7 separate regions of the Mus musculus genome follow, and regions 2, 3, 4, 5, 6 and 7 are each linked to region 1. A link is a contact called in public Hi-C, HiChIP or PLAC-seq and promoter capture Hi-C data. All regions are on one chromosome and are shown on one strand. Each heading gives the region's core, a stretch centred on a gene start, on an enhancer-like site or on the middle of the called end of the contact. The rest is flanking DNA. Distances are from core to core; before and after follow the strand shown.

Region 1 (3,072 bases), core at 252-2,751:
GAGATTATAGTCTCAGGCCACACCCACTGATGCTACTTCTTACAATTCATAGCCATCTGTAAGACAGGGCCTGTTACAGTATGGACCCTTTAGGGCTGTGCATTCAAAAAGCTAACATGCTTTAGTCAAGTTCTCACGACATCACAAATATTTAGTGGGCGGTGTCTGGCATTAAGGCTTAGCATAAAAAGTGCTAAAAAAAATCAATATTTAGCACATTTCCTATTAGAAAATGAGTTCTATTGACTTCAATTTATCTGGAAAATGATTATTAATAGTAACAACTGTTTAGGCACATTTTACAGTTTACAAAGTTGTCTTCTTCTTCTTTTTTTTTTTTTGTTTTTTTTTTTTTTGTTTTTTGTTTTTTCGAGACAGGGTTTCTCTGTGTAGCCCTGGCTGTCCTGGAACTCACTCTGTAGACCAGGCTGGCCTCGAACTCAGAAATCCCCCTGCCTCTGCCTCCCGAGTACTGGGATTAAAGGCGTGCGCCACCACTGCCCGGCCCCAAAGTCTTCTAAATACCGTGTAACACCCATAAACTCAGTTTACCTCCTAAAACATCCGCAAGGGAATAGACATTTTGAAGTTATATGTAAGAACTAAGGATACGGCTAATGCCATGGTTACCACCACCCGGGTGGCATCCTCCCACCAGACCCTCCACCTGATTAAAGTGCTTAGAGCCTTTTTTTTTTTAAAACAAAACAAAACAAAACCAGAAACATCCACTTAATGGGGCGGGTCCTGCAGGTTGCCACCCTCCTCAAGCAGAGTCAGCCGTTCAGGAGCAAGCCGAAGGGCAACAAATCCAGTCAGAGGCCTTCGATGATACTTCATGTTACATTGTTTCCTCCAGAGGCGTCCTCCCACATTTCTAGGGCAGGTGCCAGGTCTGTGTGTGGGCGCTTCTTTTCCCCACTACAACCACCCAACACGAGCCCTAGGGACCACCGAGAGACCCCCAGCAAGCGTCGGTGAATAACATGGGATGGTGGTGGTCTGCGGTCCAGCCCTGCAAGCTGATGCCAACTCTGCGATTGGGGATCTGAGTTATCTCTAGCACATCCCCACCAATCGATGGGCGGAGAGGGTCTGGCGGGTTAATCAGGCCGGCAAGGATTGCAGACCAGCGACGCTACGGGAAATCAAGGCAGCTGACCCACTGTGGTCGAGCCCGGCTAGCAGAGGTGGCTGGAAGGCTGAGGACCCACAGAGGTTGGGCGCCGGGGAAATCCGGGCAGTTGGCGTCTGGGGGGGAGGGGGCCGCCTGCGGGTTTGAAACTGGTCCCAACCCCAACCTGAGGATGGTTTTGCGCTCCTCTAGGGTCCCACTCCCCATCCCGCGGCGGCCTGGGCTGCACCGAGAACTCGCTGCTACCTGAAACTGCAGCAGCTTCTCGGTCTGCTCCTGAGTTAGATCCTGCTCCTCAGGCGCCGCCATTTTGCCGCCGCCTCTACGCTCCTGACCCGTCCGCACCGTCACCCGCCGGAAGTGATCTCAGGTGTAACCACTTCCGGCCTGAACCGCCGCCGGGACTCAACTGCGTCTGCGCGCGCTAACTCGCGGGCACCCTCCCCGCCCCCTTCCGAATCTCGCCACCAGAGGGCGACGTTCGCGTGTCTAGGCCGAACAATTCAGGACCCTGCCGATCTATCTCCCAAAGATCTAAAATTGATGAAAAGATGACAGACCCCAGAGGGTCAGTGTACCTCCAGGAGCTCGAGAGAGTCCCGCAATTTGGCTGCTCCTTAACCGTTTTTTTAAATTATCTACGATATTCTTGAAGATTTCTCAGGAAACGATTGCTTTCACGAAATAGCGCCAGTTTGATACTTAATCCTTTCATAAAGTTGGTCTGCCTTATTAGGGGAAACAGTGGTGAGGCTTTGTTGTCTCTTGCTAGGAGTGTCTGTAACCAGGTTAATGGTGCTTCCCAGACACTCAGCTCTGTACCTCGTCCAACCTCATGCCCAGGCCACTCGCCCTTCATCCCTTTGACAGACCAAAGATAAGATAGTTGGTCTGAGTCAAGGAAACTTGACTTTAAGTGTGTATGATTCCTTGCATACGAAGGGTATCCTGGAGCAAGCCACCTAGACTCTGTTACTTTTGGTTGAACGCGATTGACTTAAAGCCTGCCCATTCCTCCTTTGCCTTTTCCTGGGCACACTGCGGTGGCCAAGACTTGAAGATCTTGAACTCAAGAGCAACCTGCACTACATAATGAGACCGTGTGTCAAAACGACAACAATCAAAGGAACAACACACACACACACACACACACACACACACACCCCGAGTGCATTTTATTCCTAACCTTTAGGCCCTTCTTAGCCTAATATTGTCCAATAAAAACGTGAGCCACACGAGCAATTTTTTAATAGCAGCCATACTAGGGAGAAGTGATGTTCTGCTGATGGGAAACTAAATTATTAGTTCATCCATTACAGAAATCAGAATAAAGACTCCCCTCACAATTAGTTAGAACTGTTATACAACCCAGCTACACCAGTTCTGGTGCACACTTCCAAGAGTCAAAGTCAGTTTACTATAGACATACCTGTAATTCACATACTTACTGATATGCACAATAAATCATAGACTCAGCCTAAGTGTCTACCAGTAGATGAGTGGACAAAAAAAAAAAAAAAAGTCTGTATATAGCAGGGCATGGCAGCACATACCTTTAATCCCAGTACTCAGTTGGTAGAGGCAGGTGGATCCCTGAGTTCCAGGTCAGCCTGGTCTACAAATCAAGTTCCAGAACAGCCAGGGCTACACAGGGGAAACCCAGTCTCAAAAACAAAACAAAATTCTAGCACTGGAGAGATGGCTCAGCAGTTAAGAGCATTGTCTATTCTTCCAGAGGACTTAAGTTCAGTTCCCAGCACCAACATGGCAGCTCGAAAAAGTCTAAAACTCCAGTTCCAGACATTCATAGGTGCAGGGAAAACAACAATGCACTTAAAATAAAAAAGTTTGCCAGGCGGTGGTGGCACACGCCTTTAATCCCAGCACTTGGGAGGCAGAAGCAGGCAGATTTCTTAGTTCGAGGCCAACCTGGTCTA
Region 2 (3,072 bases), core at 251-2,750, 950 kb before region 1:
GCGCGTACACACACACACACACACACACACACACACACACACACACACAGAAATGTTGGGCCTGAGGTCACACAAATAATGAGGCACAGGCCGCCACAATCCAAAGTCAAACAAAAGCAGCTTTTATTCACCAAGGGAAACTCTCACCAAGAGATCTAGCTGGACTAGAGATGCAGTTAGGCTCGGGAGCTGAAGCAATGAGCCCAAGAAGTGGGCTCACAGGCCTTTTAAAGCAGAAAACCACAACCAGGTATGAAGTGGAAGATTAGGGTGAGGGTCTAGGCAACCTTTACCATGGTTGGTTGTGGTTAGGGGGCTTTCCAGAGGTCCTGGTTCCTGATTGGTCTGTGGTGGCCCCTAGGTATTCCAGGGAAAGAAGGGTGGCAACTGTTTCAGGATCTTGGAGAAAAGGCCAGATGTTCCTCCCCTTCCCTGAGTGGTAGACTCTAGAACATTTGTGGTTTTTCTTGGAATTGGGGCCATGCAAAACGGAGGACAGACTTCAAGATGGAGCAAGTTAGGCCAAAGAAGTTTAACCCAGTCCCACCGACACACACACATACACACACATACCTATTAAAACAATAAGATAAATAGAGCAATTTTTAAAAATTGATTTACTTCTTGGTAGTCAAAGTTTCAGATTTTGTTCTGATTGATGTTATCAATATAAATTCCACGTGTAACTACTAAAAAGTTCCAGTTTCACTCGACAAGGCATAAGACAGCATTGGAAACTTAAAAAAAAAATACATATATTTTTTTGTTCCATGTGCCTGAATTTTTCTCCCCCTGTGGGAAGAAAATGGGTGGAGATGACATATTAACAACTAAAATGCTGAGCTATTAAAACATTTCTAATTTTGCTTTGTGGGTTAAAGACCTCTCTCGCACATACCACTTAAAAAAAAAAAAAAACATTGCCAGAGTATGTGCTTTAATCATTTCATCCTTGTCACGCCGATCCTATTATCTATTTAAGTGACCCCCTTCCCCATCAGCCTCAAGAACGACCTGAGTCTGGGTCCTGCAGTTCTGAGCACAGAACGTGGGGCTCCCAGTAAACGACAAGTAAAGACCTGCCTATTCTTTCGCCTCAGGCTGACCACAGGTGTGGTGGGATGATATCTAGGAATCTATGGTAGGCATTTTGCAGCCAGTGCTTGTCCATTGCAAAATGGGAATAATTCGTACCTGTTTCCAAGTGATTTAGGGAGGAGCCAAGAGATGAGCGTGAAAAGTTCGCAGCAAAAAGATTAGTAACTCACTCATTATTTAATGGATAATTAAGCTCCTAGGCCCGCTATTACAGAGCCCAATGTGTTTCTCCAGCCGATCGCAGCCTTTCGGACTAGTGCTTAGGACAGGATCTCGCCCGGGGCTGGTCTCCTGCGAAGCCCAGCGAGGTGGCCTTATTAAAAATGGCGCTGGCGGCTTCCGTGGCGACTGCGGCGGCGCGGACTGAGTGTGCCCTCTGACCTGTTGGCAGCAGGCGGGGAGGGGCGCCGGGCGCCGCCATATTGGCTGTTGTCCTGTGAGGGGAGCGGCGGCGGCGGCGGCGGCGGCGGCGGCGGCGGCGGCGGCGGAGGCGCGAGAGGAGCCAGCGAGCGGGGGAGCGGCGCAAGAGGCAGCATGACTCGGAGGCGGAGCAGGCCAAGCGGCGGCGCGGGCCGGCGGGAGCGGGCGCGGGCCGCGGGGCTGCAGAAGCCCCAGGCGCCCGAGCCGCAGCCGCCGCCGCCGAGCCTGGAAGCGGGAGCCGGTGCAGGGCCCCCGGAGGTGCCCGCCGAGCTGGATTGCGACGGTCCCCGAGAGGAAGAAGAGCCCAAGCTGGCTCCAGGCCCTCAGGTAGGATCGAGCAAAACGACTCCGACTGCCGGGCTGCTTACACCTCCCCAGAGCGGGAGCGGGAGTGGGGCGGGAGTGGGCATGGACCATACTGTGGGTCTGGGACCAAATCCCAAGTCCGGGGCAGATGCTTTCAACCCGCTTGCCGGGAGTGGAAGCTGGACCCCTCTCCAAAGCCAAAGCTCAGCCAACCCTCTTGCGACCCTTGTAAAGCTACCCGTTCAGGCCCTGCTCCGGAGCTAAATCTTCTGACCATTTATGCTCTCTGGGACTCGCTCAGGTCCCGAGACCACCGCTTAGTTCTCTGCCCTCCACTTCCCTTTGGAGCCACCTGATTCCCCCCTATCCCCTAGCCCCTAAAAGACCATCATCTCAGGGCGCTGGAACCTGCAAGGCTGCAGCCTCTGTGCGCCCCTCCACCCCCGCCCCCAGCAGCTTCATCCCTTCCCCTGCACGGTCTGCAGCCGCTACCCTCAACAGCTGTACCTCTCTGCATCTGCCTTCCGGGACCTCTCTCCTTTCCCTACCCAGCAGAACAGTTGGCGGCCCCAAAGACTGTTAGAATAACTCCACTAAAGAGGAAACCCTTGTTCTCCTCCTATCTCCTGTCCCATAAGGAGCCCCCACTCCCACCTCCAACCCCCGCCAGTCCACTAGTTTGGTGAATCCTGCGAGACTAAGAGTATTTGGGAGGATTCTCGGAAGCTTCCAGCTTGCCACCTGGAAGGTCACTTTCTTTTGAGCAAAAAGGAGCAAACAGGAGAGGCGGGGGTGGCGTGGGCCACAGTTGCTCAGGGAGGGTTGTGGCACCCGGGGCTGGGTGGCTCACCCTAAGCTTGCTCTGACAAAAGAGTTTTGAGTTGGTTTTTTGGCTGAGCCTGCCAAGGAAGGCAGGCCCCTGCAGGAGTCTTGGAGGGTCGGATGCAGCGCCCGGATGAGGACGAGGCGTGGCGGAAGATGCGTTTGGCTCTGCAGACACTGCATCGGGCAGCAGGGGACTCTGGGAGGCTGGTGCAGCCTGAAGGCATGGCTCTTGACAGCCTTCTAGTAGAATCTCTGGAATTGTGCATGTGAGTGGGGATGCCATTTGGGGTACCATTCCTGGAACGCTTTCCCTGACCTCCCCAGTTAAACCAAGTGCCCCCTCTGTGCCCACCACCCTCTTTGCTTCCCTTCAATGGCACCACTCCTTCTGTGATGAAACTTGTTGATGTGTCTGTCCCAAGC
Region 3 (3,072 bases), core at 358-2,857, 910 kb before region 1:
TATGTATACACTCGTAAACCTTAAAACAAAACACATACTAAACATCTATAAAGTCAAGGAATCCACTTCACCTTCCCAAATCCTATTTTAATGTGGTAGATTTACTAAAAATGTCTCACATGTGCCGTGTCCAGGCTTAAGTCTTTTTAAAGATCTGTTTTATGTGTGAGTGTTTTGCTCACACTGTAAGCCTGGTGTTGAAGGTCAGAAGAGAGCATTGGATTCCACAGAAATGGAGTTAGAAATGTGAGGCACCATATAGGTGCTGAGAATCCAATCTGGGTCCTCTGCAAGAACCAATGCTCTTGGCCTGAGCCACCCTCCAGCCCTGCTAAATGCCATTCTTAGCAAGCGTCTGCTAGGCTCTGCAGTTAACCCATACTCTTCTCCTCCCCCAAGGGAGCAGGAGCCAGACCACAGGCTCACAGCTCCTGCTTCTCAGCCTGTTTCATTTTTAGGAAAGGGAAAACAGTTGTAGCCTTTTCTCTGTATTGGTTAGCTTTGTTTTTCACACTTAAAACTGCTCTTTAAAATTCCAGTTGTGGCAAGAGTTAAAGTCTGGTCAAGTACCTACAAAGTCTAGCTTTGGCCTTCAGCACACGGTCACCAGCTAGGTGACTCCTGACTTTCTTTCACATTCCCCACCCCTCCACAATTACTCTTCCATTATGAATTCCGGGTGTTTGTTTCTTTACCATGAGTTCTTACTGTGTAGCCCCAGCTGGCTTCAAACTCAGATCTGCCTGCTGAGTGCTGGGATTAAAGGTGCATGCAACCACCTGGCTTTTGGATTTTAATTATTCTTCAAGAGAGGCTACTTGCTATGAATATCACGAAAATTGATTTGCACTTCCTTTGTGATTTCATGCTAGGTATTGTGATTATACACAATCCCAGCACTCATGAGGTTGAAGCAGGAGGATCACCACAAGTTTGAAGCCAACCTTGGCTACATGGCAAGACCCTCTCTTAGGTTAAAAAAAAATCATTTTATTTCTCCCAATCTCAGAACACTTTGGCACTCCATGGTGATCGATGCACCTATTACAGATAAAGACTTGGGAAGGAGCAGCCAGCACTAGCTCTGTCTTTCCTCCTTAAAGTAGGACTCCTAACAACCTGGGCCCGTCTCCTTACCTCACACCAGCCCCTGAGATCTCTGCAGATGCCCCAAGGAATCTGGTTATTTGCTCTACACTCTCAGCCCCTTTCCTGCTCTCTTGATGGTGACTCCTCCCTCCACTAACTCGAAAACCCAGATCCAGCATCTCTTCTGTGCTATCTCTAGCTTCCCAGGTGGTCACTCTGAGATGTATATCATTTACACACATAACATACAAGGTTAAAAAAGACCTTGACCATTATTTTACTTCTGACCCGTCGGAACAGCGGTGTTATCTCACGTTAATGAATAATATTTTGCGAGCACCGCTTGCAGGGCTGAAACTCCTGGCCGCCAGAGGGCACAACGCTCCCCGGGAGCGTGCGGGAAAGGACAGCGTGCGGAGGGTAGGGCGTGTTCAACAGATTCATCCTTTAACCCACGACTTGGATCTTCTGCGCATGCTTCAAATCCTCCCGCTACCCACAAGGCTTCGCCAGACCCAATTGGCTCCGCTGCGCGTCCGTAAACGCGCTGGAAGAAGATTGTCCCGGTTCGCGATCCGGCGCTCACGCCGTTGCTAGGCGACCACAGCAGTTTTTCCTATCTGATTGGAGCTCAGATGCCCTGGCATTGCGCATGTGTGCAGCCTAAGATGGAGGATTCGGAACCGGAGCGGAAGGTGGGACTGAGGTTTGGTCCACGCGAGGGGGTGCGGGCAGGGGGAGGGGCCGCGGCTGACTCGGGTCTCCGCAGCGGGCACGCGCGGACGAGGCGACCGCGGGTGGGAGCCGCTCCGAGGACGAGGATGAGGACGACGAGGACTACGTACCCTATGTGCCGTTGCGGCAGCGCCGGCAGCTACTGGTGAGGGGCCGCATCCCTGGTGCAACGGCGACATGTCCCCGGCCGTCAGCGGGAGGGGGGATCTGGGGAGCTGTAGTCCTACCTTGGGTCGTGGTTCTGAGGAAGACCAGGGACTAGTGAACCTGAGTTCCGGACAGACGTGCGCCTCAGTGCACACGATCCCCTTCCCGGAAAAAGCCCTCCCGGGTGCTGTGCCCCCTCACCTGCTGGGTCCTGGGCTTGGCTCTGAGGGACACTGCTGGGACCTCAGCTCCAGAAGCTGCTGCAGCGAAGACGCAAGGGCGCTACGGAGGAAGAGCAGCAGGACAGTGGCAGTGAGCCCCGAGGAGATGAGGACGACATCCCGCTGGGCCCTCAGTCCAATGTCAGCCTCCTGGATCAGCACCAGCACCTCAAAGAGAAGGCTGAAGGTGGGCCTAGCAGGAAGGAGAGAGGACGGGCCTAGGCCGCAGTGCTCCTGCTTCTCTGACCTCTTCGGCTTCTTTTCTCAGCACGCAAGGAGTCCGCCAAGGAAAAGCAACTGAAGGAAGAAGAAAAGATTCTGGAGAGTGTGGCTGAAGGCCGAGGTACCATTATAGTTGGTTCAGAGCAGAGGTGGACTGAGCCACCTCCTCCCGATTTCAAAGGCGAGACCTCTTGGGTGGTCTTGCTCATTGAGCCATGTCTGTCTCCTCAGCCTTGATGTCAGTGAAGGAAATGGCCAAAGGCATCACCTATGACGATCCAATCAAAACTAGGTATGCCTTTCCAGTAAGTATATGAGGTTGGGACTGGCAGTGGTACCCTGACGCCCTGCTGTGCGGACTGGGGAGGGAGCTGCCCCACCATACTCTACCGTGTTGCCCTCTCCTGCCCACCACCTACCCATAGTTGGACACCCCCGCGTTATGTCCTGAGCATGTCTGAGGAGCGGCATGAGCGAGTTCGGAAGAAGTATCACATCCTGGTGGAGGGCGATGGTATCCCGCCACCCATCAAGAGCTTCAAGGAGATGAAGTTTCCTGCAGGTACCCGAGGAGAAGGGAGACACCGTGCTTTATCATCTTGCCCCTGTGAGGTTGTGTATCCCAGCACCCACTGCGCTCAGCCGTGGGAATGGAGAG
Region 4 (3,072 bases), core at 269-2,768, 820 kb before region 1:
CAGAGCTGAGCCCCAAATTGGCTAGCCCTAGGAAGTGAAGCCTGGCCTTGGCTCTCCTTATCCCTCCTCCCTGGCTGGCTGCATGACGAGGCAGAACAGAATCAGCAGATGCCCCCAGAGGCTGAGAGGAAGGCCCAGCCCCTGAGCTTGATAAGGGACAGGAGATAAGATTGCCTCCCTTGGGCACTAGGGATCCAACCTGCCCATCCCATTTCCAGGTAACACCTCTCTGGGTGTGACATGCACCAAGTAGGCAGAGGACATCAGGGACTGCGGCACACTGGGGACTTGTCTGAGCTACCTATAGACTCTACTGGGTATCTGCCTGACCCTAGGTCAATTACAATCTCTGATCTGAGCTTCAGTTTCACACCTGTAAACTGATATAGAACAGCGAAGCTGAAGGTTCCTTCATCATGGAAACCCAGCAGAAAGTGGAAAGCTGTCACTGTGTCCCTCCCTGGAGTTCCAAAAAGAAAAATCTTGTTGGTGTTTGCCCACCAGCACCCTGGACAGAGTAGGGCACTACAGGTATCTAATGATTATGTCACTCTATGTCGTTTGTCTGGCTCTAGTCATCTAGGACCCATAGAGCCAAATAACATCTGGAGTGAAACCAAGGAAGAGCAACTCCGCACCATATCCATGTGCGCGCACACACTAAGTCGACCAGACTGGCTTTTAGCCCTACAGTCCTTATAGCCCGTTATGCTCGTCTCTCATTTATTTCCCCGGTGCATCTGCCCTAGTAGGTCAAAGGCTTGCTAAATGCCAAAAACGTTACCCATGCACCCGTTTTTAGTGCCCAGAAGCTCCAGGTGAGTGGTGGTTCTGCATGTAATGTGTGTGTCCAGAAGTTTCCCCCTGTCGGTTGGGTTGTCTATACAAAGGCTCGGCTCATTCATTCTCTAATCTTTACCGATTACCAACTTTGTGCCGTTCAGGGCATCTGGGCCTGGGGCACGTGGGGCACCTTCCTGCCTCTCACGTAGAAGAGGCCTCACACGCATTCCTCTGGGGCTCATGTTCCACCTTTTCCCTTCCTTCCCTTTCTTCTTCATCACCCCCAAACCCGACTTGAGGCCCATGGCGCGACCCCCGCCCCTCCTGGGCCCCGGGTTCCGGGGGCAGAAGCGGAGGGCCGGAAGGGCTCATGTCTGCGCTTAAGAGTCCGGGTGCAGACTCCAGGGCACGAGGATAACTGGGGCCCGGACGCCTCATGGAGCTCGGAGGTCGCGCGCCCGCGATCCCCGCGCCCAGGCCTGGCCGCCCGCCTGCCTGGCCTCACCTTCCCGGGCCTTGAGTAGCACCGTGTTCGCTACGATGTTCTCGAGCTCCATGGGCTGCAGCGCCGCCCGGCCCGCCAGGCCGCGCCGCCGGCCGGGACCGCCCACGAGAGCCGGAGCCGATGGCGATCGGCGCGGCTCGGCTCGGCTCGGCTCGGCTCGGCTCGACTGACCGCGCCGCGGCCTCCGGGCCCCACCGGCCTCCGGGCCGCCGCCGCCCGCCGCGTACTCTGCGCCCCTCCCGGTCCACCGGCGCCCGCCCCGCCCCGCCCTCTGTTTACTTGGCTCAGTCAATGGGCGAGCGGACGCTCCCCGCGCCGGACTACTATTGGTCAGCCTCTTTCTCTTGCCCCGCCCACGGAGCCGGGAACTCGCTCCCTGCGGAGAGGGGGAGGGCCCCGTTGCGTCGCCGATTTCTGGTTGGACTGCGGACGGGATTCGGCCCCTAGGTTCGAATTTCTAGGCCTTCGTAGGATGCCGAGCTGCCAATTAGGGCCGAGCCTCTGCCGAGAAATCGGAGGTGGGGCCTCTCGGGAACCACGCCCAGAAGACCCAACATCTGATTGGATTAAAGACGTGTCGACCATCCAGCTTTGCGATCTGATTGGGTGAAAGGATGGGGGCGTGGCTGTGTGTCTGGTGCGCCGACGGGATTTCTAGGGTTTTGTTGGGGACACGCTGTGTCTCCTGCCGGCTATCAGGTAGCTTGGTTAGAATGGGTGTCCTGCCGTCGTCCCTTAGGTCAGCTGCTTCAGAAGGGCGCGCTTCCAAAGCTAGCAGAGGACCGAAGGAAGCTATTGCCTTCCCAGCAGCGCTTGCCTCCAATTCAGCCGCACCCCGCACCCCCGTACCCCGCCCCCGCAGCCGGATGTTGTGATTTCTCCCCTCCCACCCGTCCGGCGCCTTCGGCCTCTGCTGCCTTATAAGGCAGCGCAACCACCCCAAGTCGTTGAGGATGAGTTCACACCCATTGTACAGGTGGGGACCTGAGGCGCTGGATGTTGAGTGGCTGGCTGCACGCGGAGACCGGGAGTGGGGGGACAGGTCCGAATTTTGCATCTCATCAACACAGTGTAGTTCAATCCCCCACTTCCTCATCACCACCCCTTTTCGCACAGCAGGAAACGGAGGCTTGCCCAAACTCGGGAATTAAGGAACAACCGGATTCAACTACATGTTTTTGATCCATATTCATTCATTTTTGAAAAAAAATATATATATACTGCCACTGCTTTTTTTTCCCAGGCACCCAGCCAGGTGCCGGATATAGTGGTAACAGCAAGAAAACCAAACTCTCAGTGCTTACGTGCTAGGCGGGAAGAAAGGTGGTAGCTGTCCTGTAAGTGAGCACATTAATGGGTGGTTTTAGAATGAATGCTACTAAAACAAAGAACTAGAGAGGACGCTTTGTGGTGCCTCGCATGCCCCCCCCCCCCCCGCCCCATGTCATTAAAGGACCAGAGTGGTCACAGGCTATGACTTTTGAGCAAATCAAGAAGCGGCACCACGCCTAAAGTTAAGTTTGGCGAGGACTAAAGCATAAATGTTTCCAGAGTCCTGTGTTCTGAGGTGAGCCAAAAGCAAACCATGGTGACAAAAGGGTGTCAGCTAGACCATGGAAGGTGTTGTGGTTTACAGAGAAGGGTTTGTTTTGTGAAATGTGAAACTCCTGGAAGGGTGACATATTTACCAATGATAGTTCAGACTAGTGGATGATTAAGCACCAAGTGAAGACCGTTGTGTCCAGGTGAGACCTGAGGGCTAGTGAGAATGTGCACCTGTGAAG
Region 5 (3,072 bases), core at 161-2,660, 700 kb before region 1:
TAGATTTCTAAGCTCGAGGACAGCCTGGTCTACAAAATGAGTTCCAGGAGAGCCAGAGTTTCACAGAGAAACCCTGTCTCGGGGAAAAAAAAAAAGAAAAAAAGAACAGGGGTGTCTTTCCCCACCATCTGAGAGCCAAGGGACAGTCCCAGAGAATCTGACCAATCGAAAGGGTAGACCAATCTAAGGGCAGAACTCTAGAGATGCAGCTCATTGGTATTTTAGGCCTGCCTCTGGCCACAGAAGTTCCCACAACTCTCTTGCCTGAAATCTGAAGGGCAACTATTTTGAGGGAGCAAAGGAAGTCTCACCATCAGCCGGGCATGGTTGATGTTCCAGGTGAAGGTGGTCATGGTCTGATTCTGGGGGTCCACAATAGAGTCCTCCAGGATGTACACGGAGTGAGCAACGTTGGCAGGAAACAGTCGCTCTGCCCAACGTGGCATCCTGTTGGTCTTGGTCAGGAGTCTCCGGGACAGTAGCTTCTGGTCGGGGGTCACCTCCCGGTGCACTATGTCTTCGGTTAAGACATGTTTGCTGCAAGAGTTAAAGATGATTCTCAGGAGCCTGCTCTTGACAGCATGTCTACTGGTTCCTATTTAGCGCCTCCAGGTCATGGCTGCCTGCAATCTGTGATCTGTGCCCGGGTTCAGAATTAGAGTACACTGAACCTATCCCCGGGCAAATTCCAACTCCCTCCTCCACCCGACATGGATTCTGTGGCTCTCCAAAGCGAGCAAAATCTCAAGAATTATACCACTAGAGAGCGCCAGCAGCAGGTAAGCAAACCATCCTCAGGATTTCTGGCCCCGAAATACCGCTCAACTCCCGTGCTGCCGCCTCTTCCTGTCCAACCACCTTTGGACTGCAAAATAGAAATCTAGAGCCCAATATAAATCACAAACTAGACAATCTTCTTCGAGGACTTTGGAGGCTTGGACTGATTCTAATCCTATAAGGATTTTGTGCTATAACTGTGGCCACAGTTCCGCAGATAGCCCACATCGGACTCTGTCCAGTCTTTCAAACTCCACTATTGAAGGACAGCCTACGGTGCGATCTCCAGAAGAAGAGAGGAAGGCGACTCGCTCTACCCAACGCCACGTACCTATAGGGATTCGGGTACCGTTGCCAGAAGGCGGCGAACACTTGGTCCCAGGAACTTCGGAGCACGCTCTGGCCCAGGAAATACTTCACCATCGTCCCGACCCGGACGGGCTCAGCACCCGTGCAGCATCAGGGTGAAGAGCCCGGGGGTGGGGGGGACGTGGCTAGGCGCACGCCCGCCAGGCTCGCAGCTCAATCTCCGCAGGACCGCGCCCAGGTCCCTACCGCCGCCATCAGGGGTTATAGGACTGCACGACGCTTCCGGCGCCGGATGCATAGGATCGGCCACTTCCGGCGCCCGCGTCACGTGACCGGGCGTCCCGCCTCTTGGCTTCCAGTCCCAGAGGTGCTGTTTGGAGTTAGCTACGAGGACCCCAGATTCAGTCGGTAACCCCGGCGCAGCGGAGCTTCGGGCGCAGCGGCGGTCGCGCGGGTGAGCACCGCAGGGCTCTGCGGCGCGGTGGAGGGCGCTGTCCGCGTCCCCGCGCCGCGGCTCTGCAAAGGACGGAGCGCCCCGGGCCGAGGCGCCAGGGGCCTGCGAGGTGCGAGGCCCTTGGGGTTGGGGTCTGAGGCTTGGGCTCTGCCTGGGCCGCGCGGACCCTGAAGTGGGTGAGGCGGCCCAGGGAGCATGAGCGGGCAGCGCGTGGACGTTAAGGTGGTTATGCTGGGCAAGGAATACGTGGGCAAGACGAGCCTGGTGGAACGATACGTGCACGACCGCTTCTTGGTGGGGCCCTATCAGAACGTGAGTGCACCCCTGCGGAGCAGGCATGGGAGGAAGGGGTCCGGCCAGTATTCCACACTTATCTCTTCCCTGGTTGTAGACCATCGGGGCTGCTTTCGTGGCCAAGGTGATGTGCGTTGGAGACCGGACGGTGACTCTGGGCATTTGGGTAAGTCCCTTGAGAACAGAGTCTTGTGCAAACCTGTCTCCCGAATTTAATGTCTTGCCTCTTAAACCAGCCAACTGGAGCCTCATAGAGGTCGTTTTTCCTTCCTCACACCCATTTACTCGTCTAAAAAAAGGAGGGGGGGTTGTCTGGAAGATGGGGCCTATTTTGTAGTCTTGTGAAGGAGCTTATTAACTCCTTTCACCCCTCAGGACACAGCAGGTTCCGAGCGCTACGAAGCCATGAGCAGAATCTATTACCGGGGTGCTAAAGCTGCAATTGTCTGTTATGGTAAGGGGTTGAATTCTGGCGTGTTCAAGTAGTAAGGGTTAGGTTACAGGCCAGCATCAGAGGGAAGCCGCTGATCTTTATGTGTCTCTTGCCTTACCCTTACCAAGACCTCACTGACAGCAGCAGCTTTGAGAGAGCCAAGTTCTGGGTTAAGGAGCTGCGCAGTTTAGAAGAGGTAGGTGGCCAGATATCACAAGAGTAGGGACAGAGACTGTATTGGTCTGTGGAGATAATCTCAGCCTTGTCTTCTGCTACAGGGCTGTCAAATCTACCTGTGTGGCACTAAGAGTGACCTGCTGGAGGAAGACAGGCGGCGCCGTCGTGTAGACTTCCATGATGTTCAGGACTATGCCGATAGTAGCTGTTTTTAAGTCTCTGAGGATGGGGGCTTGGGGGCGGGTACTATCTGCCTGAGTGTATTTCAAAGATGGGAATGACAGTCTTGGTTGCTTTCTGGCCTTCTTGAACCTGTGTGGTTCAGGAGACTGAACTGTTAGCTACATTTAGGTGTGCTCCCCAAGTGTGAAGACAGTCACTTCTCTTTGCAGATATCAAAGCCCAACTCTTTGAAACATCCAGCAAGACAGGCCAAAGTGTGGGTGAGTGTTGTCTTGGGTCCTGTCAGCAGGAACAGGCAGGACAGTAGAGCAGAAAGGTTCAGAGGGCTGGGCCACTGGGATACCCAGGGCTGCTGGTCTCAGGCCCTCACTGATTCTTTGCTTGCCAGATGAACTCTTCCAGAAAGTGGCTGAGGATTACGTCAGTGTGGCTGCTTTCCAGGTGA
Region 6 (3,072 bases), core at 273-2,772, 570 kb before region 1:
CAGGGGGAGGGTGCAAGAGAGTGAGGGGCGATTCAAGACAGGGTTTCTCTGTGTAGCCCTGGCTGTCCTGGAACTCACTCTGTAGACCAGGCTGGCCTCGAACTCACATTGATCCACCAGCCTCTGCCTCCTGAGTGCTGGGATCAAACTTGAGCACACACACCCAACCCCCACCCTCTAGAACAAGCATTCTTAACCTCTGAGCCTTCACTCCAGTCCCCTGGCTTTTAAAACCCTATATGGCCGGGCATGGTGGCGCATGTATTTAATCCCAGCACTCGGGAGGCAGAATTTCTGAGTTCAAGGCCAGCCTGGTCTACAGAGTGAGTTCCAGAACAGCCAGGCTACACAGTGAAACCCTGTCTCAAAAAACAAAACAAAACAAAACAAAACCCCTATATGAATGTATTTTATGGGTGGATGTGAGTGCGGTGGTTTTGTGGGCAGGCTTGTGTCTTTGTAGAAGTCGGAAGACATGCACAAGTTGATCCTTCTTTCTACTATATGGGAGTGAATTCAGGTCACAGGATTGGCAGCAAGTGCCTTAGTCCACTGAGCCATCTTAGGAGCTCTGGGTAATCCTCTTTCATAGATAGGGAATCTGAGGATCAATCAAACTGAAGATCTGCCCTGGGCCACATGGTGGACAGTTCATTTCAGCTAGATGTGCTGGCTTCCAAGTCTCTAAAATGCTATTTATTTACTTTTTATACTGCTGGCAATCATAACTGGTAGGCTCCTAGCCACACCCTGAGACCTAAAACACTACTTACCAAAAACAAACAAACAAAAAAAAAACAAAAACAAACAAACAAACAAAAAACCCCACCTTTTGATTTCTTTCTATTTTATATTTTTATTATGCGTGTTCGTGCAGGCCAGAGTACTCCCAAGTCTTTCCTCAGGGCCATTCACCTTGGACCTGGGCTCAATGACAGCCAGCACCCCAACTCTGTATTACTGGCCATCACTAAGCTCTTTAGGTGGGTTCTACAGCTAGAACCCAGGACTTTATGCTCTCCCCTTAGCAGCTGAACTAGTCCCCACCCCCACACACCCCAAAAATATAAAATACTACCTTTTCTCCCTCTCTTTTTCCTCCCTCCTTATCCCCGCTTCCGTCTCTTTTTAAAGAGTCTCCATCCTGTGTAATCAATGCTGGTGCTGAGCTGTCTCCACACTGTCTGGTCAATGCTGGTCTTGAGTTCACGATCCTTTCAATGGTGTTACAGGCCTGAGGTACCGCAATACAGTTTAAGACACTCACAGCCTTGGATCCGTGAAGAGGTGGGATCATAACTGACAACCACGTAAGACTCAGCAAAAGGACACAGTGTCCTGGCACCAGGTTTGGGGACGCTTCTTCCAGTCAGCGGGACAGGACCGGGGGAGGCTAAGCCTCAGCTCCCCGGCAGGGCGTCCTGCAAACCCGCGATAAAGCTGCAGACAACACCACGCGGCCGCAGCGGCCACACGTGGGACTGCATTCGGGGGAGGGTGGCTAAGACTCGTCTTTGTCACATGGCTGCCACAGGCCAATCGGCGGCCACCCCAGCCAAGGCCATGACGTTGGTGCGGGATGAAGAGCCTTGGGAAAAAGGTGAGCTTTGCAAACTGGGCGGAGTCGGGAAGAGACTGCCAATTCTTGTCCAGACCAGTTCGCCCCGGATCCGGCTGTCGCTGTGCCCATCAATCTATCTGGATTTGCCACTCCCTGATAGCAACGCTCCGAGTGGAGGATCCTGGGCTCCTCCTGTCCGACCTCGTGCTTCCTTGAGTTTTTGTGCCTCTTGCTCCGCTAGAGTACCAACTCTTACTCCTCTTTCTTTTCTCCCGCAATCTCCACCCCACCCTTTTTTTTTTTAAACCGGCTCCAGGCCCAGCCTCTTTTCCTGTCTCCTGCCCTTCCCTCAAGGCGGCCTTTGTCCCCGCTGTAATCTGGCTCCAGATCTCTGATAGTGCTACTGTGGTGAATCTGCTGGCCTTTGTGAACCTTTGTTTCACTTCCAGCCACACTGACTATAAAAACTGTGGGGTTTCCAGAGCTTCCTGGCTTCTTCTGATCCCTTCTTAGGTGATGTTTCCATGAAATTGGCCTGCCTTCACTTTCCCCACCGTGACCTCCCTTCGACACTTCTGTGCTCTCCCAGACAGCCAGACGCAGCGTGTCCTTTTCCTGGGGGTGGGGGTGGGGTCCTCATCTACTTTTGCTCCTCCTAAACCACGGAGGAGCAACGCCTGAGCTCACTCTATCCCAGATTTGCCTGAATGTATGTTTCACGGCTACAGGTTCAATGTAAGCCATACATTTAGTAAGTAAGTATTGGGGACTGGGTGTGTAGTTCAGCTCTGTAGCGCTCATCTAGCATGCTCTGGGTCCTGGGAGCCATCCTCAGTTAAAGCTGTGTTCCTGTTTCATATATCTAAATACATATTTACGGGGCATGTTAGTTGCTTGAATATTTTGGCCTCTTGTAAAAAGCACAGTGAGTGTAGTAAATACATGATAAAGAATCCTTTGGGGTTGGGGGGTGCTGGTGTGATGGCTCAGCAGGTAAGAGCACTCACTGACTGCTCTTCCAGAGGTTCTGAGTTCAAATCCCAGCAACCACATGGTGGCTCACAACCATCTGTAATGGGATCTGACGCCCTCTTCTGGTGTGCCTGTGAAAGACCCTCGAGGGAAGACCCTCACTCAGACACTCAAGTCCCGGGACAGCCGCGTACCCAAGAAGACACTGAGACCATACATAAAATGTAGAAGGCAAGATTTAATAAGGCAGCAACATGAAAGCACACAGACCAGAGCTCTGGGGTCGAAATAAAGCAGCAACATGGAAGCACACAGAGCTCTGGGGTCGAAACTCATACACCTTAGCACAGGGTAGAGGAGTCTCGACGGTCAGCCAGAATTTTTCACAGGCTTATATAGTAAAACTCAAAGGGGGAGAACTGGGCAGGGAAAGTACAAGTTTACATCACTAGGGAGTTCTGCCAAAGGACAAGGGGTTCTGTCAGAGGAATCTACGTAACTAAGGAGTCATGTCCTATCAAGGAATCTACGTAACTAAG
Region 7 (3,072 bases), core at 356-2,855, 550 kb after region 1:
GTGGCCCCACTGCTTTATGAGTCCTTTTGGCCTGGCTGTCTTCACAGCTTTCTTGGCAGAAGTTAGGAGGGGAAAGGGGATGCTTCCTCTCAGCCAGCTTTTGCTGCACACCCCGGGATAGTTTCACCAAACTTTTACAGAAAACTAAGCACAACTCTCTCCATTTTGCAGACCTTTGGCTGCACCCTTGAGTACACAGATGGAGCAATTCCTTATCAGAGCTGGGTGGGAATTAACAAACTCTTCCCAAACACTGTTATTGCTGTGAATGTGACAACCTCAGTCCTGGGAGGGGGGTGGGGTGGGGGGTGGGGAGGGGTGGCCTGAGGTTCTGGGACTTCCTGCTGAACTTCCATTTGTCCTCTAAACAGCTCTCCTTCACACAGCAAGCCTGAGTCCAGCATTCTAAGACCCACAAAGTCCTCTTCTTTACCTCAGTGCTCGCCTCTCTACTCCTGCCTCTGCCTGGAACAAGGACGGAGAGAAAAATCTAGGCAGTGGTTTTCAACCTTCCTAATGCTGTAGCCTTTAATACATGGTTTAGTGATTCCTCCAACTATGAAATTATTTCGTTGCCATTCCATAAACATAATTTTGCTACTGTTATGAATCGTCATGTAAACTTCTGATATGCAACCACAGTTGAGAGCTGCTGACTAGAGGCACCCAAAGTAGGTGCAGCAGATGAGGGATCAGGAGTGTGAGAAAACTATAAAGGGAGAGTCCCGGGTAAAGGCCCAAATTCTGAAATCCAGCAGAACTACGCTTTTCCACGAGGTCTCTCAATCGTCACATCGTCACTGAGGGACAAAGTGGAAACAATATATATACTCGGATTGCCTGGCTCTTCTCCCTGGCCAGCTGTGACACTTTAGGCAAGTTATTCAAGTTTTAATGCCTCAGTTTTCAAATCTGGATTATGGATTTGGCAGCATTGGATGAATACAAAAGTCAGAGATCTAACTCCGGAGGCACAGACCTTAGTGTGGTCATTGTCATTCTGGAGGCGGTTGAACCTGAGATGATCAGCAGGAACACGATGTGGGAGCTGAGGGTGAGGGTCCCACGGTTCTACCTGGGACACTTCGGTCCCTTGAAGAGATTAAGAGCTGGAGGTCGGCCACCAAGTGATCTCCACGCGGACCTCCGGGTCCCAGCTACTAAGAGCCACCTGGTCACCTGGCAATTGCGCGCGCCCATCCTCGTGGAGACAGTCCCCTGGCAGCCATCTTGGCCGCCTGCACCCAGCATGTTTCGTCACGCGGTGGCTAGGGACGCGTGGCACGGTGCGTGATGCTCCCCTTTCACATCTGTTCCACAAGATCAGTTCCACGCTGAGGCCTCCCTAGCCCCAGTCTAGAGCTGCGGACTCACGAGGTCCCGGGCGTACGTAACCCGCCTCAGGCATACCCCAGCGCGCACAGTGGACCCTACTGGGTCCCCTGCAGCCCCCGAGATTGCGCCATCCCGCGCGCCTCCGGCTCCCCGCGCGCGCTCCGCAGCCCCCCGCCACTCACCGCCTACCCGGCCGCCACCCGCGCCGCTCGGTCCCGTTCGGCGCCGCCTCCAGCTGCCGGAAGCGCCGCGGCCCCGCGCGCCGCCCCCAGGAGCGCGGCCACGACGCGCGCTCACGACGCGCGGCCCCGCCCAGAGGTTCCTGCCTCTGCCTCGGTGTCATTCATGGCTTTGGCTGCTGAGCTCCGCAGTCTGCGCACGCCCCATGTGCCCGCGCTTCTGCTTCTGGCCACACTGAGAACTCCTAAGTTCATCTTAGCCGCAGCCCGGGTCAATGCCACTGTTTTTCAATTTGGTTTTTTTTAGAAGACCACCCATCATCATTGTTCCTCCATTCATTTGGGCTAATGCTTCTTTTTTTTTTTTTTTTTTTTTTTCCATTTTTTATTAGGTATTTTTTTTTTTTTTTTTTTTTAAAGATTTATTTATTTACTATATGTAAGTACACTGTAGCTGTCCTCAGATACTCCAGAAGAAGGCATCAGATTTCGTTACAGATGGTTGTGAGCCACCATGTGGTTGCTGGGATTTGAACTCGGGACCTTCGAAAGAGCAGTCGGCGCTCTTAACCACTGAGCCATCTCGCCAGCCCCTAATGCTTCTTAAAATGGGGGAGCTTGGCACAGCCAGCCCTCTAAGAAAAACTAGACAATACAAGTGCCACCTTCAAAAGAGTCACTGGCTGCTGGACAGAGATGGGACCATAGGGGAGGTGCAGACCAGAGGTCATGAGCTTAGTCAGGTTGGACCTGGTTAGACCAGGTTGGACGATGAGGAGAGAAGCATAGAATCTCGGACGCATTCTGAAGGCCAGCACAATACAACAAATAACGAATTGCATTCTCTGCACAGGTAGATAAATCCCCTCCCCCTTTTTTTAAAGACAGAAATTCTACCCCAAATAACCTCTACAAGCAATGAGATTCCGAACTGAATTTGGATTCTGTGTGTGTGCGCTCACACACACGCGCGCCCATTGAGTGTGTCTGTCTGTATCCCAATAAGGTGACTGTAAAACGTATATGAGAAAACAAAGAGCCCAAAACAGCTAAAACACTTTGAAGGAGTAGATTGTCCTACAGTTACAAACACAGAAGAATGGTAAAAAAGAAAGGATGTGTTTGTACCAGAATCAATGAGGAGCTCCATCCAGCCAATCAGACATCCAGGACAGGCTGAAAAAAAAGGTCACCAGAGGGGAACATGGGGGGTGGGAGTGGGGATCAGGCTTCTACCTTTAGGGGCTTCTACTGTGGGAGACTGGCCCAGAAGGCCCTACTAACATTGTAAAGAAAAGCAGTGCTCCTTCTGAGTGTGGATGATGTGACCAAGGCCACACTGATCAAATTAAATACCCATAGGTCTAAAAGAGCTGTTGCCTTGGAGCCTTCTGATCCACTGCTTCAAGCTCCAGCTGCCTTGACTTCCACTGGGTGATGGACTGTGCTTTCCAACTGTGACCTAAGATAAACTCCTCCTTCCCTTGGGTGGCTTTTGTTGGGATGTTTTATCACAGCAACAGAAAAAGAAACCAAGACAGTCCCCACATTAAAAACT

The links. Promoter capture Hi-C pulls out the DNA fragments that hold promoters and counts their contacts. Hi-C and Micro-C count contacts between places; a contact is called where the count stands out from the background. HiChIP or PLAC-seq counts read pairs in DNA pulled down with a chosen protein or histone mark. Capture Hi-C pulls out chosen DNA fragments and counts their contacts.
Region 2: a promoter capture Hi-C map of liver shows a contact between it and region 1, with 2.5 times the contacts expected there. The contact joins the promoter of Fam193b here to the promoter of Faf2 in region 1. A contact is called at or near these places in 9 of 39 promoter capture datasets (the 3T3-L1 cell line, the C10 cell line, cranial neural crest and 4 more), 1 of 115 datasets of contacts at active chromatin or transcription factors (bone marrow-derived macrophages) and 1 of 9 other capture datasets (liver).
Region 3: a contact with region 1 is called in a FOXA1 HiChIP or PLAC-seq map of pancreatic cancer cells. The contact joins the promoter of Ddx41 here to the promoter of Faf2 in region 1. A contact is called at or near these places in 1 of 484 Hi-C or Micro-C datasets (muscle stem cells) and 2 of 115 datasets of contacts at active chromatin or transcription factors (embryonic stem cells and pancreatic cancer cells).
Region 4: a contact with region 1 is called in an H3K27ac HiChIP or PLAC-seq map of embryonic stem cells, with 5 read pairs. The contact joins the promoter of Grk6 here to the promoter of Faf2 in region 1. A contact is called at or near these places in 3 of 115 datasets of contacts at active chromatin or transcription factors (bone marrow-derived macrophages, embryonic stem cells and pancreatic cancer cells).
Region 5: a promoter capture Hi-C map of embryonic stem cells shows a contact between it and region 1, with 3 times the contacts expected there. The contact joins the promoter of Rab24 here to the promoter of Faf2 in region 1. A contact is called at or near these places in 7 of 39 promoter capture datasets (3T3-L1-derived adipocytes, cranial neural crest, embryonic stem cells and 3 more) and 1 of 115 datasets of contacts at active chromatin or transcription factors (bone marrow-derived macrophages).
Region 6: a contact with region 1 is called in a Hi-C map of Sertoli cells, with 6 times the contacts expected there. The contact joins the enhancer-like site here to the promoter of Faf2 in region 1. A contact is called at or near these places in 3 of 39 promoter capture datasets (cranial neural crest, hippocampal neurons and pre-B cells), 2 of 484 Hi-C or Micro-C datasets (Sertoli cells and embryonic stem cells), 3 of 115 datasets of contacts at active chromatin or transcription factors (the SCID.adh cell line, astrocytes and pancreatic cancer cells) and 1 of 9 other capture datasets (adipose tissue).
Region 7: a Hi-C map of nephron progenitors shows a contact between it and region 1, with 6 times the contacts expected there. The contact joins the promoter of Sfxn1 here to the promoter of Faf2 in region 1. A contact is called at or near these places in 5 of 39 promoter capture datasets (the C10 cell line, the HPC-7 cell line, embryonic stem cells and 1 more), 1 of 15 datasets of contacts at CTCF or cohesin (large pre-B cells), 1 of 484 Hi-C or Micro-C datasets (nephron progenitors), 4 of 115 datasets of contacts at active chromatin or transcription factors (the 230-238 cell line, astrocytes and embryonic stem cells) and 1 of 9 other capture datasets (liver).

The regions. Positions count from the first base shown.
Region 1 is chr13:54,620,213-54,623,284 of GRCm38.p6, reverse strand. It overlaps Faf2 (Fas associated factor family member 2), which reads right to left and starts at 1,501. Exons shown (of 11, transcript NM_178397.3): 1 at 1,382-1,501. The coding sequence starts at 1,444.
Region 2 is chr13:55,569,548-55,572,619 of GRCm38.p6, reverse strand. Fam193b (family with sequence similarity 193, member B) reads left to right here and starts at 1,500. Exons shown (of 11, transcript NM_145382.4): 1 at 1,500-2,915. It overlaps Gm31364 (a long non-coding RNA gene), which reads right to left and starts at 1,524. Exons shown (of 2, transcript XR_873486.2): 1 at 1,195-1,524.
Region 3 is chr13:55,535,193-55,538,264 of GRCm38.p6, reverse strand. It overlaps Ddx41 (DEAD box helicase 41), which reads left to right and starts at 1,607. Exons shown (of 17, transcript NM_134059.2): 1 at 1,607-1,784; 2 at 1,859-1,969; 3 at 2,220-2,379; 4 at 2,461-2,535; 5 at 2,646-2,706; 6 at 2,840-2,976. The coding sequence starts at 1,758. Gm46416 (a long non-coding RNA gene) reads right to left here and starts at 2,270. Exons shown (of 5, transcript XR_003950651.1): 1 at 2,173-2,270; 2 at 1,378-2,065.
Region 4 is chr13:55,443,777-55,446,848 of GRCm38.p6, reverse strand. It overlaps Grk6 (G protein-coupled receptor kinase 6), which reads right to left and starts at 1,518. Exons shown (of 16, transcript NM_001112711.2): 1 at 1,289-1,518. The coding sequence starts at 1,340.
Region 5 is chr13:55,320,318-55,323,389 of GRCm38.p6, reverse strand. It overlaps Rab24 (RAB24, member RAS oncogene family), which reads left to right and starts at 1,410. Exons shown (of 8, transcript NM_009000.3): 1 at 1,410-1,852; 2 at 1,932-2,000; 3 at 2,210-2,288; 4 at 2,396-2,463; 5 at 2,546-2,645; 6 at 2,837-2,887; 7 at 3,016-3,072. The coding sequence starts at 1,736. Prelid1 (PRELI domain containing 1) reads right to left here and starts at 1,335. Exons shown (of 5, transcript NM_025596.5): 1 at 1,109-1,335; 2 at 312-537. The coding sequence starts at 1,200.
Region 6 is chr13:55,188,836-55,191,907 of GRCm38.p6, reverse strand. No RefSeq gene overlaps it. Among named protein-coding and RNA genes, the nearest start is that of Nsd1, 19 kb to the left of the region's middle. Within about 2 kb of position 1,522, at least 411 of the 459 cell types and tissues checked have an H3K27ac peak or open chromatin away from gene starts, as enhancers often do. A contact at or near this core is called in the SCID.adh cell line, Sertoli cells, adipose tissue and 4 more, where this site is marked.
Region 7 is chr13:54,070,378-54,073,449 of GRCm38.p6, reverse strand. Sfxn1 (sideroflexin 1) reads right to left here and starts at 1,605. Exons shown (of 11, transcript NM_027324.5): 1 at 1,518-1,605.